Linked DNA regions of Macaca mulatta: region 2 is linked to region 1. The links are chromatin contacts, called in public Hi-C maps. All regions are on one chromosome and are shown on one strand. The core of a region is the stretch at or near the end of the contact, and the rest is flanking DNA. Distances in the headings are between cores, read along the strand shown.

Region 1 (6,121 bases), core at 1,262-3,761:
TTAACTTTTCCAAGCTTCTATTGCATTCAAAATTAAGTTAGTTTCTCATTCATATGCTGACACTAAAATTTTAAGTATGAAATGAGGTCCATGCAGATCTGAACAATTACTGTTTTCTTCAATTAAGTGTTAGTCTTAAAAGGTATAACGGATTAAAATATTAATGGAATAGGAATAATGTGAATAGGAAAGACTGAACAATGTACATACTGTTAATGCTATTCTCCACCATCCTTCTCTTTCAAAAGAGGAAGTCTTTCGGGCTGGTTTCTATTAACAAACACAAAGTATGCTTATTCATTTGAGAGGTGATCCCTTGAAATTAAATATAAGTTATAAAACATTTGTTTGAAGAAATTCACACCCATACCCAACTGACAAGGCTTCATTAAAATAAAAGCTACATAATAATAAATTTGCCCATTTTCCTTAAATTGTTATTTTATGATCTTAAGTCCTTTCAAATAACTAAATTCTCTTTGATAAAATTAGAGTAATAAACATTCGCATCTCACAGAGATGTTGTACATATATTAAATGTGATGAAATGTGGTGTTCTTAGGAAGAAAAGAGTTGGGCTTGAAGCCAGACAGACTTAGGTTGGAACTCAGCTCTGCCACTTACCGCTAGGTGCACTGGGTAAGTTACTCAACTCTCATGCTTCCTCACAGTAGTATAAAAATAAGGCACTACCAGAGTTGCCATGAGAATAAAGCATTGTATGCCAGACGTGGTGGTTCACACCTGTAATCCCAGCACTTTGGGAGGCCAACTTGGGTGGATCACTTGAGGCCAGGAGTTTAAGACCAGCCTGGCCAACATGGTAAAACCCTGTCTGTACTAAAAATACAAAAAAATTAGCTGGGCGTGCTGGCACATGCCTGTAATCCCTACTCAGAAGGCTGTAATCCCTACTCAGGAGGCTGAGGCACGAGAATCACTTGAACTTGGGAGGCGGAGGTTGCAGTGGGCTGAGATCATGTCACTGCAACTCCAGCCTGGGCGACAAAGCGAGAAGCCACCTCAGGGGAAAAAAAAAAGAGTAAGGCATTGTACATATAAAGACTTGCATCTACAATCAGTGCTCAATAAATGTAGCTTTAATTTTTAACATCTCATCTGCCAAGTTAAGAAGCAGATTATTTTGGTATTCCTCAGTTTCCAAGGAAGCTGTTGTCTTCATATTTAGTACTCTATACCCATTCATCCATTATTATTTCATATTTATTTCAGCCCACTGTCCACAGAACACAACCGTTTAGTATATTCCTTTTGTGCTGTTTGTCCTAGGTAAAATCATTATGTTGAGTTCCCCTTTCATTTATAATGCCTTTATTACTATAAAATATAGGTCGTCAAGCAAGACTGCATTAAAAGTAATAATCTAATCAGTAAAACTGATATAATTCATTCTTCCTGTCTAGTAACTTAAATCTACTGTACTTATGAGTACCACTGGGTTTTATTTTATTATGATATATGTGAATTTCTCTAAAAAACATTGTCTCATGCACACTGCTAAAGCTGAGCTTCTTCCTTGATACTTCTTCGTGAGATTTATGTTGAATCTTCTCTGTGGCACTTTTATAGTCACAGAAATTAAACTTTCTCAGGCAGGTCAAGACAGGTCTCCCACCCCTACCCCAGAATAAGGAAAATGAGATGGGAAGGAGAGGGAAAAAAACTTGATCAATCTAATGGAAGACAATTGGCAGCTGCTGTTTTGTTTTGCCCAAGACAGGTGATCTAAATTCCACTTATCTACCATTTTAAATTCACTCTAAGGGGAAAGATAAAAGATTAGGTTAAACAACCCTCACCCACATTTATTTAAAAACGTAACAAAGGCCGGGCATGGCGGTGCACGCCTGTAAGCCCAGCTACGCGGGAGGCTGAGGCAGGAGAATCCCTTGAACCCGGGAGGTGGAGGTTGCAGTCAGCCGAGATCACACCGCTGCACTCCTGCCTGGGTGACAGATCGAGACTCCAAAAGAAAAATGTAGCAAAGGTAGCTTCAAATATTTTTATACATACTAAAGTAGGAGGCGGAGCAAAACGTGTCTAGTAAGACCACAGAAGGAAAAACCCAGTCTTCCAGCAGATGGAGCGGAGAGGGAAAGAAATCCAATCACCATACTAAACCAGTTGTCCAGTTTAATTAGTAGTGGGAAGAAGGGAAAAATACAGAAAACAAAGGGCGAAGAAGAAAAAAGGAAGAAGCAAGGCGAAAAGAAAGAAAACAAAGGAAATGTCCAATAAAGACCAGGAAGGAAGGTCCGCAGGCGGAGACGTACGTGAGGGCAAGGAGAGAAGGGTAGGAAGAGGGAACCAGAAGGGCACGAAGGCCTGGGATTAGAGAGCGGTGGGAAAAGGGCAGCGAGCCTGGTGAGGGGAGCAGGAGCCAGGCCGGCAAGGGGCAGACGATCTTACCGAGGCTGTGATGAATGATTCTCCACGCACCAGGTCCTCCCTTAGTGTGGTGGAGGCGGTGGCGACGGCTGGCTGGTCCATGGTGGCCTCCTCTCTCCTTAGGCTGAGCCTGGCGTCCGGTTGCTAGGAGGCGGGTGTGGCCCGCGGGCTCCGCGCGCGCGCGCTGGGACCGCCAGATTTATCTTTAGTGCTGGGGGAAGGGAAGCGGGCACGTACTTTGAGGTCCCGCGCGAAGACCTGCGCAGAGGAAAACCCTAGAAAAGAGACGGTTAAGAACGCATGTGAGAAGAAAATCTAGAGGGCTCTGGAGTTGCCAGAGAGCCCTCGGGTAAGGATCTGCGAAAAGGGAGGCTTGTTAAGGGCTTGAGCGTACCCACAATCTTCATCAGTTCCGTTCCAGTCCACCCCCAATCACACACCCGACAGGGAGGCAGTGTGCTTGGTAGGCATACTTACAGAAATCTGCCTTAGCATCCACTTTCTAAGGTTGTTTCTAAGCTCCTCCAAATAGAAACTCTGGGGCTGACTTCTCTTGTCTCTGACTTGCAGAGTGGAGTGAGCACAAGACACAGCGGGTTTCAATAGCTGTGAAACCACAGACCACCCCATTCTTCTCAGTATAGACCCTTTTTATTGTCAGCCTCTCTAATCTGTACCTTCTTTTTAACCTAGGAACATTCTCACCTTTAAAAACACACCCTCCACAACCTTAATTTCATTTTATACAGTACCTACTGTATTCCCGGGACTTCACACACGTTATTTAATCTTCACACCAACCCTACAAAGTAGGTATTAGTCCCATTTTCTGGATGAGGAAACACAGGTTTCCTTGGACGTTTAGCACAGTTCACTCAGCATCACACACAAATGGCAGAACCAGAATTAAAATCCAAACCTGACTCTAGAGCTCTACTGCCCTATACCACGAAGTTTCTGCTTCCCTTTACAAACTTTCAAGACTAATATGGACTCTTTTCTCACTTCCCATACTTTCCTAAAAACATCTTAATCTAGCCTGCACACAACTTTTAATTAAAATTGCACTTCAACTCACCAGTGATCCAAGTGCCAAATCCAATGGGGATTTTCAGCTCTTATGAAACTTGGCCTTCAATTTTCATTGCTGCACTGATTATTCCCTCATTCTTGAATCACTCTCCTCCCTTGACTACCAGGACTTGGACGCTGGTTGCATATGCTGACTTATTCTGTGCTTGTTTCCTTGTCTATAGAGAAGGGGTTAATAAAATTGGTACCTATCCACATAGGTTATAAAGAAGATTAACTTGAAATGTTTACAGCCATGTCTGGCAAATGCAGTCAGTAAATGTGAGTTGTCATTACCTTTAGGACAAAAGCAACATTTACAATCCAATCTCTCACTTTTCTCTTTTCTTTTTTTTTTGAAACGAAGTCTCACTGTGTTGCCCAGGCTGGAGTGCAGTGGCACAATCTCAGCTCACTGCAACCTCGGCTTCCAGAGTAGCTGGGACTACAGGCGCCCGCCACCACACCCAGCAAATTTTTGTATTTTTAGTAGAGACAGGGTTTCACCATATTGGTCAGGCTGGTCTTGAACTCCTGACCTCGCGATCCACCCACCTCGGCCCCCCAAATTATTGAGATTACAGGCATCAGCCACCACGCCCGGCCACTTCTCTCCCTTATTAGGATGGCATGCTCTGCTGTATCATGCTTGCAAAAACCCCAAACATGCCATCTTCACATTTCTATTTGTCTCCACATATGCTAGCTCTTCTGCATGAAATGCTATTCCTTTCTTTGACCACCTGAAAAATCTCAAGAGTCAACTCCTCTGAGTAGACCTCTAAGCCTAATCCACCAAGTCCCAAAGGACCCCGTGACTATCATTGTTGGAAGATTCCTTTCATGACAAATCGTTTCTCCTCTAATTTTAAACACCCAAAACACGGGGTTGTTTTTTAATTGACCCCTTTGAACACAAGGACTAAAATATTTGTTGAATAAACCACTGACTGGTTTTCCCCTCTAAGTAAACCAAAGACTAGATTACAGCAATGCTTTTCAAAAATTGATATGCATACAAAATATCTGATGATCTTGTTTAAAAAGCAGATTGATTCCAATTCTGAGGCAGGACCTAAGATTCTGCTTTTCCAACAAGCTCCTGGGTGATTCTATGGGTGACTTTTTGAGGAGCAAGAGACTAGAGGACTTCTAGTTTCTTAAAATACTGGGATTCTAAATTCATTTAAGATAGCCTTAACAGGCACTAGGTTTAAAATGAACAACTGAAATTAGAAAGCGAAGAGGCAATACCAAAGTTCTCACAAATGTTAAGAGATTAATCAAGTCCATTCCCTGTGCCTCATTTCATTTTCTTATTTTGGCTGAGCCTGTAAAACTGGCTCAGCAGACTAGGGACTGGTACCCTCGAGACTAAAAGAATATGAAAGGTACAGAGAAGTCCAGAAACCCATACAAGGTGTGACATTAGAGATGGGAACATCTAGATGAGAAAATAGTTTAAGTATCTCAAAAATAGAAACAGCATGGGTCAATGACTTCAAGGACTATCAAAAAGCAGATTAAGCACATAGGATAAACAAAATGTTCCTTTAAGAAAACATTGTCTTATATAGTATCACTAAGATTTATTTCCAGATTATCCTAAGTTTCAGAAAGGGGGAGAGACATTTCTCTTGAGAATACAAATCTGTAAGAGCTCAACAGTGCCTGTTATGTATCAGATCTTTAAAATTGTTGCCGTCTTCTAAAAATTTTAGGAAAATACGTTACACCAAGGGTCATATTTAACTGCAATAGTGATGGTTTATTGGGAGAATCATCTAAGAGCAAACATGCCAGACAGTATTATGGTTGGTACAATAGCACAATCCTATTAATATAACACTAATAGTATGGTTAAACTTGAAGGTGGGGCTGGGCGCAGTGGCTCACACCTGTAATCCCAGCACTTTGGGAGGCCAAGGTGGGCGGATCACAAGGTCAGGGGTTCGAGACCAGCCTGGCCAACATAGTAAAACCCCGTCTCTTCTGAAAATACAAAAAATTAACCGGGTGTACTGGCAGGCGCCTGTAATCCCAGCTACTCAGGAGGCTGACGCAGAATTGCTTGAACCCGGGAGGAGGAAGCTGCAGTGGGCTGAGATTGTGCCACTGCACTCCAGCCCAGACAACAGTGCGGGAGTCCATCTCAAAAAAAAAAAAAAAAAAAAAAAAAAACTTGAAGGTGATACCACAGTCCTTGTCTATAGAGAAGGGGTTAATAAAATTGGATTACAATAGGATTATGTTGTAGGAAGCACTGGAACTGAGATTTGAACCCAGCTCATTATGACCACAGCTAAATTATACAATCATTCTACACTTGTTTCCTGTAAAATCAAGATGCCAAGATTTCATGACTTTTGTAAAGATTTCAACAATAGAAGTGACCAATTATGACATACAAGAGCCCAAAAAATGTTTCTCCTACATTTGTTGTCCTTGTTATATATACCTTGACATCAATTTATATAAACCTCATTGTTGATACTGGAAAAACACCAATTGACTGCCCAAGTCCCTCATTTTTCAGGGTCATAACTGGTTTAATAGCATACTTAATGGAACACTTAATGCAAATGCCAAGGACAATGCTAAGTGCCTTTCATTATTTCACTTAACTTTTTAAAAAGCCCCA
Region 2 (6,767 bases), core at 1,013-3,512, 150 kb before region 1:
TTGGAACTCAGAGGATTGGCTGTGTGGTATGGGGCTGCTACCTTGGATATGGTTTTTATTACAAGCTGACTATGTGCGATCAGAATGAATGAGGGAGACCTTGTCTTTCCAGAGGTAAATAGAAACCTTACTAATGCTTTCACAGGAATGGAAGGAGGATATGAAATATAACTGGTTGAAGATGATTTGTGTTTTAGACCTAGTTTTGAGTCTTTGGGGCCAAAATGGCATTTAAAAATCCACCTACTTATCATTGATTCATTCATATATCCATTATCTACACACTTTCCCATTTATCCTTCTGGCCATCTACCCTCCCATCGTTTCTCCATCCACCCATCCTCCTACCCACCATTCATTCATCCACTTATTAATCCATTCATCCACCATCCATCCATCCACCTATTAATCCATTCATCCACCATCCATCCATCCACCCATTCATTCATCCATCTACCCACCCACCACCAACCATGCATCCCCCTACCCATTCATCCATTTATCCATCCACCTCCCATTCATCCAACCACCCTTTCATCCATCCATCTACCCACCATTCATGTATCCACCTATTCATCCACCTATCATTCATCCATCCACCCATCATTCCATCCATCCCCCATTCATCCATCCAGCCACCTACCAACCCTGCATCCACCTACCATTCATCTGTCTATCCATCCATTCATTTACTCATCTATCCATCCACCTACCATCCATCCATCTAATCTTGTTCGAGCAGCTACAGCATGCAGGACCATGCTCAGCATTGTAAAGACAATGATTAATTGTTCAATCATAGTTCCTGTCCCAAATGGACTCCCGTCTACTGCAGTTTGTTCCCAGGGATGTGGAGGAAATCCTGGTCCCCAAATCAGAAGGAATGATCCCAGTCTGCTGAACCTCAAATGTAAATTCTTGTTTTTGAAAGAACTGTGTATCAAACCAGCCTGATTTTCTGAAACAGTTGGGGAACTAGGAGATACAGGAATCTTTATTATTTCTAAAATACTGATCTGGGACATAAAAATATGTGCTAAAGTAAACTGAACCCTTGGATCCCTGTTTCTTTTCGCTAGCGAACAAGTTGCTGCTCTTAGAAATGGAAAGGGTACAGAGCCCTGGTGTTGAGGGAGTGGGGTGGATAGGTAAGTCTCTGAGTCCTGGGACTCTGCAGATTAACAGACTTTGTGCCATGCCCAATGCTGGGCATCTGGCTATTTGAATCTTGAATTTACCATTCACAATCTATGTGGCCTGGGTGAGCTTCTTACCACCCTGAGCCTCGGTTTTCTCATCTGTAAAATGGAGCTAATAAGGTCTCTCTTGTATGACTTTGGTGGATTAAATAAGAAAATGAACGTGAAGGTGCCTGGTACATTTTGGTTCTTCAATATGTGCTCATTTTGTCCTGATAAATACTTGATCCTGACTTAGTCATTTTTGAAAACATTTATGTTCAGGTCTGATTGGGAGATAAATTGGATTAAGGATGCCATTCAGTTAAAAAAACAAAACAAAACAAAACAAAAAGTGCTTCCTGGGCTTGATTCCATCAGGGATTCAGCAGATGAGCACAGATTGTTTCAGCTTTTGGGATCTGGTTTGCTCCAACACAAGGCCCTGCTCTGCTAAAGGCTGAAGCGGTGAAGGGTTTGATAACACTGCCAGCTTAGAGCCCTTGGTTCAGTGGAGGTGGGAGAGCCTCTCTCTAACTGGCGGAAAGAGCTGTTTTTTCTGCTGCAGGAGCCTGATGCAGCAGGAGCTTGGAGGCTGGCATGGGCCTGGCCTGGGTCGCTGGGTGGATGGGACATGTCACAGAGCATGTTATTTCTTGGCTCTGTGGACTGGCAGCTCAAGAGCCAGTGGTAATTATGTCTGCTGATGGGGACGACAGCACAGGGGGAGCATGACAGTGTCCTCCAGGGAAAGGGCGGGTGCTGGGTACAGATGCTGCCAGGAGACTTGTTTCCGGGGTAATTTTGCAGAGGGTGGGGGTGGCAGCAGCAGGCCCTGAGCCTTGTCCCTTGGCCAATGGAGAGCCTGTTTTTGAGAATGGGGTTGATCAGGGCCTTGCTTGGACTTGTTGCCCAAGGAGCATGTTCTTTGCAGAGAAGCAGCACCCAGGGCCTGATGGGGGAAGCCTGACCTTGTGTTTTGCTTCAGTTCTTTTATAAGCAGAGCTAGCCCAGGGTCTCTCACGGCATGGATGAGGCTATTGGACACTTCCTCGGAGGTACCTGGAGGCAGGGAAGGAGCCAGAAGTGAAGTCAGAATGTCTAGGCTGTAATTTAGGTCCCAACCCCCTGTCTCGTGTGCATTGGAAAGCTTACCTGGTCTCCTATCTGTAAAGTCTTCCCACCTGTAGAATAGGCTGAGAGTACACAGAAGATTGTTGTGAGCGTTTTGAGATGCCGTACAGAGGTACAGAGCGTGCTCCACATGGTAGTTCCCTTTCCTTCTCTTAGACTGGAGCCCTGTTTATGACCAGAGTTAGAGAGGAGAAACAGGGCTGGGCAGAAGGAGAGGTTAGTGCTGCCTGTGGTGCTACAGCCACCAAAGGATCGGGACTGGTCTTGTATCTTACTAGGTTGGAAAAAGCTGGCAGAGGAGCCCCAGGCGTCTAGAGCTCAGGCAAGCCGCAGCGGTCCCAAACTGGCCGACTGAGGGAACGGGGGGTGGTTCAGCCTCAGCTCCGTGGGACCTTGCGCAAGGTAGTTCACCTTCTGGGGCTCAGTGTCCTTATCTGCAGAGGGTGGGGGGCAGTCAGTGATTTCATCCCTGCCCCACCATGGGGTTACTGTGAGGCCAGATGAGATGGTGGATGTGACAATTCAGCTTCTAAAAGAGTAATGTGGGCCAGGAGCGGTGGCTCAAGCCTGTAATCCCAGCACTTTGGGAGGCCGAGGTGGGCGGATCACTTGAGGTCAGGAGTTCAAGACCAACCTGGCTAACATAGTGAAGCCCTGTCTCTACTAGAAATAGAAAAAAATTAGCCAGGCATGGTGGCGGGTGCCTGTAATCCCAACTACTCGGGAGGCTGAGGCAGGAAAATCGCTTGAACCCGGGAGGCGGAGGTTGCAGTGAGCCGAGACCGAGCCACTGCACTCCAGCCTAGGCAACAAAAGTAAGACTGCCTCAAAAAAAAAAAAAAAGTAATGCGTGTCACACACATAGGGCTAGCTATTTGACCAAGAGTAGTCCCTGCCTTAGGTTTCTCATGGGCCAGCCTGCCTGAGGCCTTTCCCTAAGGTCCCGTATTTGCTTCATGGATACTTGGTCAAAGACCAGAAATGTGTTATGCTCTCAGTGCTGAGCTGTTGGGTGATGGGTGTATGGGGACTAGCGTGGTTTCTTTGGCTTCTCCTCTTCTGACCTGCCAGAGGGCTTGCAGTGAATATTCTTTAGTCTAGGAGGGGCTACCCTAGGAGAACAGCCAGGACAAAGGCTAGGAGCAGGACAACTACACAAGCGCTAGATTTAAATCCTGGGATTAAATGCATGGATTAAACAGAGCAGTGCATCCCCAGCACTGGGCAGCCTTGGGGTGGGTGTGGGGATTATGGCAGTGCACACTAGGCAGGGAGAAACCAGAGGAGAATATTCTGCCATATTCTAAGAACTGAGAAAGAGACGGTGAGAAGATTTAGTGTTCATGTATTACTTTAAAGGTCACAAGTGCATTCACATCTGTTACTGCATTTGATCTAGAGGATGTTCTAATGAAAGCAGGTCTGAGGCCACCTCAATGGTGGAAGGGAAAGAATGTAGCTGGGACTAGGTCAGAGCTACTGCCAGACCATGGCGGTACACCATGTGGCCTCAGGGCAATGAGCCAGGGAGGAGGGAGCAGGACAGCTGGGGGTGCTGGGAGGGCACTGATGCTCCCATAGTGTCTGAGGCCCTGGCCCCTGAGCTGCACATGAATTTTATTCTGCTGTGGCTTACCCACCAGCCCCCACGCCTGCCTTTTCTCTGTCCCATTTCCCCCTACCCCGCCCTGTTGCCATGGTTACACACACAGGCACTGCCCAGCAACCACCAGGACTATTTCACTTTGGCCCTGCCCCAAAACCATAGTAACCACTCAGCCCACTTCCACTTCTGGCTGGGGAATCACAGCCCTCTCTTGCACAGGCCCCAGTTCGTACAAGTCCGTAGGACCCCCAAGGAGCCTTCCTGGCTGTCTGCCTATTGAGGGCCTATCACCAGCCTGAGGATTTGTGCTGCTGCTGCTGCCGCTGCTGCTAGACTGATCCTCTCTTCTGTTCCTATTCTTCTGACCTAATTAACGCCCAGTTCTGAAAATTCACCCCTCCCTCTGCCAGACACAAATTCAGACACTGTTCTCTTAAAGGTCAAGGTCTAGGGTGGACAGGGGGAGGTTTCCACTCCAGGCCCAGAATCTTTCTCTCCTGAGTGTCACACCCTGCGAAGGCAGGTTGAGTCAAGTTCTGTGTGTGCGGCTGTGCCTGGGGCCAGGAGTCTAGCCGTGAGCAAGAACTGGTGAACCAGATGGGGGCATATGGGCTGCGGTATGGGCCGGGTGGGGGAAGGACAGGAGAGGCCTGACCTCTCCTGGTGAGATGAGTCAGGGATGGTGCTGTAAGAAGGTGGTCCTGAATGGAGTTTTGAGGAGCTAGAAGGTGTCCAGGTTGACAGAGGGAACTGCAGCATGACCGAAGATGGGCCATGGTGACTATAGGGACCAGCAAGGGGTTCCATGTCACTGGAGAGAAGCTGGCCAGTTAGGCAGCCCCAGAAAGGAGTTTAGACTTTATCCCGATGGCCATAGTGATGGCTCGCAGCCCACTATCTCCTGAACAAGACGGGTCTGCACGGGCAGGCAGGCGGGTCCCCAGACCCTGCATGTGTCCAGCCAAGCTGCTTCCCACCCCTGCAGACTGCCTGTCCCCACTCCCTCCCATCAGAACCTCTCACTCCCACCAGAATTCCAGGTCAGCTTCCACTCGGGGATGTGCATTCTGTACTGCTGCTCCTTCCTGTTCTCCCCACAGACAGAGCCTCTGTGCCCCATCCTCTCACTCCCGAGCCACTCCTGCCTGGTGGAGGCTGCCCCTGTGGGTCCCCACCCGGGATGGCCAGAGCTGGGGAGCTACTGGAGGTGGCAAAGTGGGGCGGTACATTGCCAGGGATAGAACAAGGGCTGTATTCCTAGTTGGCTCAGGGGACTAGCTCCTGCCAACCCTCTCCCTAGAATTTCTTCTCTCTTCCTGTTGGTGGCTGTGTGGGCGGACTTCACTGGGAAGGAGGGGGATTTCTTGGCACCTTCTTTCTCCACTCCTCTCCTTCAACCCTTTGGAGCTCCTGAGTGGCTCCCGTTCCGCAGGCTGACTCCAGAACTCAGCCTTGCCGGGATTTCCGGGCATCCCGGCACCCTCTCCTGGGCCATCTGAGTCCATGGGGGCATGGGCAGCACTCACCAACTGTGGCAACGGGGCAGCCATCAGAACCCCTGACCACCAGTCTCTCAGTGACCAAGCTGTCCCCCAGAGTGAGTCACCTCCTTGGGTCTTGGAGGTGTTTTGGCTTCCGGAGGCCTCTAGGAGGACACACTCCAGCCCTGCACTGCGGGACACACCCAGAGCCTGTGGTCTGGAGGCCTCAGGGGCTTGGGCTGCTGCCTCCAGCCCCTCACCTGGAGGAGGGGAGAGCAGTCCTGCTCAAGGGAAGCTATGAGGCCCACTTGCTGCACAGGAGGGATGGGGTGGCTCTGATGAGGGAGATCTGGGTTTTTAGGGCTGGCAGCTCCTTTTTATTCTGTTAGGAAGGCTGAGTTCTTGGTCTTGAGGTCCTGTGTATGGAAGCAGAGGAGGGCAAGTCCCATTGCACAGAAGGAGACTCAGACAGAGGGAGGGAGATGCAGGAGAGAGCCCCATTTGGCAGAGGGGAATGGGCAGGAGAAGGGAGAATGCTGGGGGCAGCCAGCAGCAGCATCTGCCCAGAGCACAGCTCTGCCCAGCTCCCGCACAGCCCTTGGAGTGGGGATGGGGATGTGACTGTTTCTGGCCCCAGAGTGTCCTCTGCCTAAATCCCTGCCCTGTGGCTGCTCGGAGGCGCCCATGACCCCTGCAGTGGGGGAGCCTCTCCCCTTCCACCCTGTCTCTTTTGCCGCCAGCCTGCGTGTTGTCCCCAGGGTACAGAGGTGGGTAGAGGGGTGGGACCACCTGCACAGACCAAAGAACAAAAGAATCCCACATCCTTGATGGGGGGCTTCTGGCTTGGTGATGAGGAGCTCCCCTCTTGGAATTAGGCAGAATTTCCCACTCATACAGCACATTTCCCTCTCCTACCCCCACCCCCAGCAGCCATCTGGCAACTCTGTGAGCTACTGAAATCCTCGGCGCTGGATGCCAAGAGCACAGTTCTTGAGTGTGGGGAAGCTCTCCCTGGGGAGGGACGGAGGAGAGTTTCCATGGTTGGAAGGAGCCTGGAGAGGGTCCAGGCTGGACACAGAGGGGAAGGGAAGGGGGGCTCTGGAAATGTCCTTGTCAAAGCTACTTGAAAGACTGAAGAGGAAGAGAAGAGGGCACTGGGGGCCACAGCCCAACCTCCCCACCAAGCGTCAAGCAGCAGAGCCACCTACCCGATCCAGGCACTTTCACATCTTAGCCGAAACTCTTGCTGTAATTGTGAGAATTGCAAACACACCAGGGACTGTTCCATAAAATGACTGGCCTGTGCTCCTCAAAAATGCCAGTGTCATGAGAAAAAGGTGGAGGGCCTCTTGCAGATGCAAGGAGATT

The links. A called contact is a pair of places that touch in the nucleus more often than the background predicts.
Region 2: a contact with region 1 is called in a Hi-C map of sperm, with 3 times the contacts expected there. The contact joins the enhancer-like site here to the promoter of STPG4 in region 1. A contact is called at or near these places in 6 of 14 Hi-C or Micro-C datasets (cortical neurons, fetal cortex germinal zone, fetal cortical plate and 3 more).

The regions. Positions count from the first base shown.
Region 1 is chr13:77,686,303-77,692,423 of T2T-MMU8v2.0, reverse strand. STPG4 (sperm-tail PG-rich repeat containing 4) reads right to left here and starts at 2,511. Exons shown (of 5, transcript NM_001190958.2): 1 at 2,431-2,511; 2 at 211-270. The coding sequence starts at 2,511.
Region 2 is chr13:77,832,571-77,839,337 of T2T-MMU8v2.0, reverse strand. All of the region lies in intron 9 of TTC7A (tetratricopeptide repeat domain 7A), which reads left to right. Among named protein-coding and RNA genes, the nearest start is that of TTC7A, 82 kb to the left of the region's middle. Within about 2 kb of position 2,262, at least 6 of the 40 cell types and tissues checked have an H3K27ac peak or open chromatin away from gene starts, as enhancers often do.